2 separate regions of the Mus musculus genome follow, and region 2 is linked to region 1. The links are chromatin contacts, called in public HiChIP or PLAC-seq maps. All regions are on one chromosome and are shown on one strand. The core of a region is the stretch at or near the end of the contact, and the rest is flanking DNA. Distances in the headings are between cores, read along the strand shown. Region 1 overlaps Ankrd11 (ankyrin repeat domain 11). Region 2 overlaps Ankrd11 (ankyrin repeat domain 11).

Region 1 (2,664 bases), core at 108-2,607:
CAGGCTCATGCCCAGCTTGGCAGTTTCTGCTGTTGAGTGAGGAGTCGTCTTAGATGAAAGGTGATTATTTCTTTTCCTAGGGATTGAAAAGGGAGATGAAGCTGCCTTACTTTCCTGCTTGGCAGCCCCACTTTGATGCTGTGTAGCATGCACTATTTGTCTAGACTCAGATCTGTTTTTTGTGTCTTGGAGGTTAGTTTCTGAGACCTGTGTGATAACAGCAACCCTAACCATAAGTGACATTTAGCAGTCACTCGTGTGACTTATAATCTATCTGCATGTGTGTACAAGGGCACTGGGGTGGTATTGGGTAGGTACAGAAGCTGTGTGAGTTCATGTGCTCAGAGCAAAGCTGTTGTCATGACCTTCCCGTGGTCTTGGGGATATAGTGTTGTGCCATACAGGCTTGATTTTGGGATGCAAAGCAGCTGATGAGCCTGGAAAAGGTAAGTTGATGTCTGTCTAGTCAGTTGCTTGTTTCCTCTCTCAAATAGTTGGTTTCTAGTATCCCTCAGGCTTTACTTCTCACTTCAGACAGCTGCTCTGCAGGAGTCCATGCCCCTTCTTACACACACACACACACACACACACACACACACACACACACACACACACACACACACACACGGCCTTGCTCTGCAGCCCACTAGTCCTCCTGAATGCTGGCATCAGAGGCATGCACCATGATGCTTGGGAGCCTCACTTTTGTAGTGGGTAGGATAGCCTCTTCTCTTTTCTGGGAGCTGTTGCTGTGCTCTGTAGTGTTGGTGCTGAGGTCAGCAGTGCTCCCTTTATAAACTCTTTTACTTGTTGAAGATACTGGCTTTGGAATTGATCATCTTAAAGGGACAGCAGTGTGTAGTGTAAGCTGGTCCAAGCTCCAGTGTTGATATGGTTGGTATTGTTTTTTGCCTGTGGCTATATCCTTTATTTTAGAAATACATTTTCCTGTCCAGTTCCATTATTAAAGTGCCTTAGGGTCTTGAGGGAGTCACTGGTCTTGGCTGTTTGGCGTAACCTCTGAAGCCTTCTCCATTACTTCCTTATTTTTATAGAATAATTTTCTAATAGGGTTTTTTAGATGTGATACTACTGATCTGAGATAGGAGAAAAGTGGTTCTTTTGTTTTAAAGTTGATGAGTTAGAGGTAGACAGACTCGAGATGACCTGGCAGTCTCTGTCTTAGAGGTAGACAGACTCGCCATGACTTGACAGTCTCTGTCTTAGAGCACGTGCTATTGAGGTTGATGTGCCGTGTGGTGTGTTCAGTTGCAGCAGAAACCAGCTTGTGGGAGTTGAGGCATTGTTTTTCTCCTTTACCCACTGAGCCAACTTGGTGATCCCCAACCACGTTCTTAAAGAAGTACACAGGGCAGGGAGGGTTTCCTGTAGCCTCTCTGGGCGACAGAGACAGTACTACTGTGGCCAATGTTCTTGCATGTTCTCATCTTGTCAGGAACTGAGAAACTAAAAATATAAAAGATGGTTTCTTTTTTCCTAGTGTGTGCATGAATGAATATTTAAGTCTATTTCACAACAACAGCCTTCCTTTTGACATTAACTTCAGTGATGGTTGTCCATAGAACCCTAGTGTATAAATCTATAACTGGAGGTGGATCTTGTCATTGGTAGTCCCCTGCCCTACTCCTCTTGTTTTTATGTACTGCTGGTGATGGAACTGAGGTCTTTGCTCATGTAGGCAAGTGTCCCCTAGACCCTCATCTCTGTTCTTTGGGTTCTTGGTATGTTAGTCAGGGTTCTCTAGAATATCCAAACTTGTAGGATGAACACACACACACACACACACACACACACACACACACACACAATATTACTAGAATGACAGCCTATAGTTCAGTTAATCCTACAATGGCTGCCAAGAATCAGTTGTTTTAGTCCACGAGGCTGGATGTCTCAGCTAGTCTTTAAGGTATACATCAGAATTCCAAAGAAGTGGGCTCTAATACCATTGAAGGAATGGAGTTACTATCAAGATGATAGCAAGCAGGCAAAGAGCAAATATCCCCTTCTTCCATGTCCTTATGTAGGCTTCCCTCAGAAGGTAGACCCCAGATTCAAAGTGGAGTTCACAGCTCAAAACGTCGGGATTAAAGACGTGTTTTTCTGTCTCACAGATCCACATGAGAAGTAGATCTTTTCACTTCAAATTGAGCAAAACTCCTGCATAGGTGCGCCTTTCCATTTGGGGTCTCACTTAGTTGCAGGAATCAAGTGATAACCCAGACTAGCCATCCCGGTTGGTGTTGGGGGTTAGAGTGCAGTCTCCCACACTGTCTTCACCTTTCTCAACTGTCACTAACCTCCTTTCACCAGTACTGCCCCCAGCCCCTTCTTGTGGGGCCCAGGCAATGCTCATGAATGTTAGTGGGATAAACCATGTCTCCCCTGTCCTCCTGAAGTGACAACTCTTCCTGTTCTGGGCACAGGACATGGCCTTGGTACGATCAGGTCTTTGGGTCTAGCCATACCAGGTGAGTGCAGGTGAAGGCACACATCTGGTGTCTTTAACTTTATGTTCTTGATCCTGCATGCTTTCCTTCCTGTGACATAAGGTGGATTCAGAGTCCTGTCCTGCCTGGGCCACAGTACAACAGTGGGATCTGAGTTGACCCTGTCATTTAGTCTGTTACTGGGTCAGTGTAC
Region 2 (2,664 bases), core at 54-2,553, 74 kb before region 1:
TTTTCAGTGAGTGAAATTAAAAGACCAAAAAACTTAAAAACAAGTGGGCCTATCAAAGCTGTTTGGTTTTGAAGTGTTTGTAGCTGGGGCTGAAGTCAGTTCTCCATGGGCTGTTAAGAGAAAGGGAGCCAACCTGCCTCCATCCGCAGACTCTGAGGCCAGTGGTGTCCAAGACCTAAAACTCATGGAAGGTTAAATAACAGACTCAGGGAGTTGTATATTTAATATTGTGGTACTGAACTTTACTTTTGAAAATGGAACCTGTTACTTATGGGGGAAACTAGAAGGTAGGTTGTGGGTGTGAAATGGGAGTGGTGAGATTTGTAGCCCATGTATTAATTTTTAATTTTTTATGTTTCCTTTGTATGGAGTCTGGTGTGTGGGTGTTACTTCCTGCTCACATTTATGCTAAAGTGACTAATCCAAACTGGATATAGTGGTCTATGCTGGCAATCCCAGGGATGCCAGGAGTTTGGGGCCAGCCTTATAGTAAGACAACTCCTTAAATGCTCTATACCCACCCCCAAAACCCAGTAAATAAAACCTATGTGCGGAGGTGTTGTAGTGAGTTGTTGGAGAGCTAGACCTGGAACTCATATTCTTTCTCACTTCTGTAGACTTGCTGTGTGGATATTTGTCATTGGTGGCTACCAGTGACCTGTGGCATGTACTCCTGTGGATGTAGCTGTCACTTAATAGGATGTGGAGGTGATAGACAATCACACAGCATGAACTAGATGGCTCAGTGGGTCGGGGGCTTTTCGGGCAACCTTGATGACCTGAGTTTAATCCTCGACTCCACAGGGTGGAAGGAGAGAACTGGCTGCTTCAGATTTGTCCTCTGATAGCAAGATGTGCACCTTATCTCTGCCGCCCTCTCCCCCTTCCAGTGATTAACAAAAGAGAAATACAGAAACGCATTGATGAGGATCAGATTCCGCATTCACATTGTGACTCAAGCCTAGCATGTGACTCAGAGTAGACGTCTCTCACTATGAATAGTTGATGCTCGTGTTAATTCCTTCTTCCTCTTCCTTTCTAGTACTTTTGGGGTTTTTTGCTTTAGTATTGAGCCATGTATCCCCAGCCTTTTATTTTTGTTTGTTTGTTTGTTTTTGTTTTGAGACAGGGTTTCTCTGTGTATCCCTGGCTGTCCTGGAACTCACTCTGTAGACCAGGCTGGCCTCAAACTCAGAAATCCGCCTGCCTCTGCCTCCCAAGCGCTGAGATCAAAGGCGTGCGCCATCACGCCCGGCTCAGCCTTTTATTTTGAATTAGAGTCTTAACCTAAAATGCCCAGAGAGACCGTGAACTTGTGAGCCATAGGCATGCACTAACATGACTATCCTGATACTAATTCCGGTTTCTGAGTATATTTTATTCTTGCTTGTTTGTTAATTGGTTTTTCAAGACAGGATTTCTCTGTTGAAGCCTTGGCTGCCCTGGAATTCACTCTGTAGACTAGGTTGGTCTGGAACTCAGAAATCAGCCTGCCTCTGCCTCCTGAGTTCTTGGATTTACAGTTGATCAATAAAATCTGTATAGAAAGCATCCAGGGCTGGTTAATCTAGGGAAATAACTTTTTAGGCCTTTAAAAATAACCTTCAGTTTTAATATAAGTTGTCCTTAAGCTTGAGATGTTTTTCTATCTGACTTCATTGATCTGTGCAGTAGGTAAAGCAGTTAATGTTCTAGAGATGTGACCCTTTTCTGAACCAATTAACTGCCAACTTGAGGACTGGTTTTCAGGGGACTTGCCAGTGATGAGACTGTTGCCCTGGGAACAAGGGGGACCCAGAGGAATCCACTGTACATACAGTTGTCAAAGGCTGCATGGCTGTTTAGTGCTTATGCAGCTGGACTAGAGCTTTTGTATGGTTTGAGTATTCAAGGTTTAGTTCTGCTGAGTGCCAGGTTTGGTAGCACACACCTCATTCCAGTGCTTGGGAGACTCTAGACCACTTTGGGCTACAGAGTGAGGCCTTTTTTAGATGTATTTATTTTATTTTTTTGGGAATAAGTGTTTTGCCTGCGTTTATGTATGTGCACCACATGTGTACCTGGTGCCTAAAAGTCAGAAGAGGATGTCGGATCCCCTGATACCTGGTTGTGAACCACCACGTGTGTTCATCTGAACCCAGGTCCTCTGCAAAAGCAATAAATACTCTTAATCTCTGAGCCATCTTTCTGGCTCCTTTAGCTTATTTAATTTGTTTTGTGACAGGGTTTCTCTGTGTAGCTTTGTCAATCCTGGTACTGGAACCAGGCTGGTCTCAGCCTCCCTAGTGCTGGGATTAAAGGTGTGTGCTGCATTAAGTCTGACAGATAGTTAACAATGTTTGAGACAAGGTCTTACTGTATTTCATACTAGCCTCACTCTCTGTGTGTAGCTAGTCAGTGGCAGCCTTGTTTCTGATTTTCCCGAGTGCTTGGGCTGCAGGAGTCTGTCATGGTTGTCAGTCTGTCAGGTCCATGCCTAGTTTATACCGCTGGAGACGGAATGAACCTAGGGCTTCGTGCCTGCTAGGTCAGAACTATCACCAGAGCTACACCCCCAGTCCTTGCTTTTGCTTGTTTTTCCCCAACAGTTTCCCCTCAAAGTTCAGGCTGGCCTTGAACTCTCATACATCCCAGGCTGTCCTTAGTCTTGCTCCAGTTCTTACC

What was found. HiChIP or PLAC-seq counts read pairs in DNA pulled down with a chosen protein or histone mark.
Region 2: an H3K27ac HiChIP or PLAC-seq map of regulatory T cells shows a contact between it and region 1, with 5 times the contacts expected there. The contact joins two enhancer-like sites. A contact is called at or near these places in 18 of 39 promoter capture datasets (the 3T3-L1 cell line, 3T3-L1-derived adipocytes, the C10 cell line and 14 more), 1 of 15 datasets of contacts at CTCF or cohesin (the NIH/3T3 cell line), 15 of 484 Hi-C or Micro-C datasets (B cells, CD4 T cells, CD8 T cells and 11 more) and 24 of 115 datasets of contacts at active chromatin or transcription factors (the 230-238 cell line, CD8 T cells, the HPC-7 cell line and 17 more).

Annotation. Positions count from the first base shown.
Region 1 is chr8:122,951,879-122,954,542 of GRCm38.p6, reverse strand. The region is part of intron 2 of Ankrd11 (ankyrin repeat domain 11); the gene reads left to right. It overlaps Gm39272 (a long non-coding RNA gene), which reads right to left. Exons shown (of 3, transcript XR_879314.3): 3 at 1-2,664. Among named protein-coding and RNA genes, the nearest start is that of Gm39272, 19 kb to the right of the region's middle. Within about 2 kb of position 1,357, at least 42 of the 459 cell types and tissues checked have an H3K27ac peak or open chromatin away from gene starts, as enhancers often do. A contact at or near this core is called in CD8 T cells, the G1E-ER4 cell line, Th1 cells and 3 more, where this site is marked.
Region 2 is chr8:123,026,265-123,028,928 of GRCm38.p6, reverse strand. All of the region lies in intron 1 of Ankrd11 (ankyrin repeat domain 11), which reads left to right. Among named protein-coding and RNA genes, the nearest start is that of Ankrd11, 15 kb to the left of the region's middle. Within about 2 kb of position 1,303, at least 71 of the 459 cell types and tissues checked have an H3K27ac peak or open chromatin away from gene starts, as enhancers often do. A contact at or near this core is called in CD8 T cells, the G1E-ER4 cell line, Th1 cells and 3 more, where this site is marked.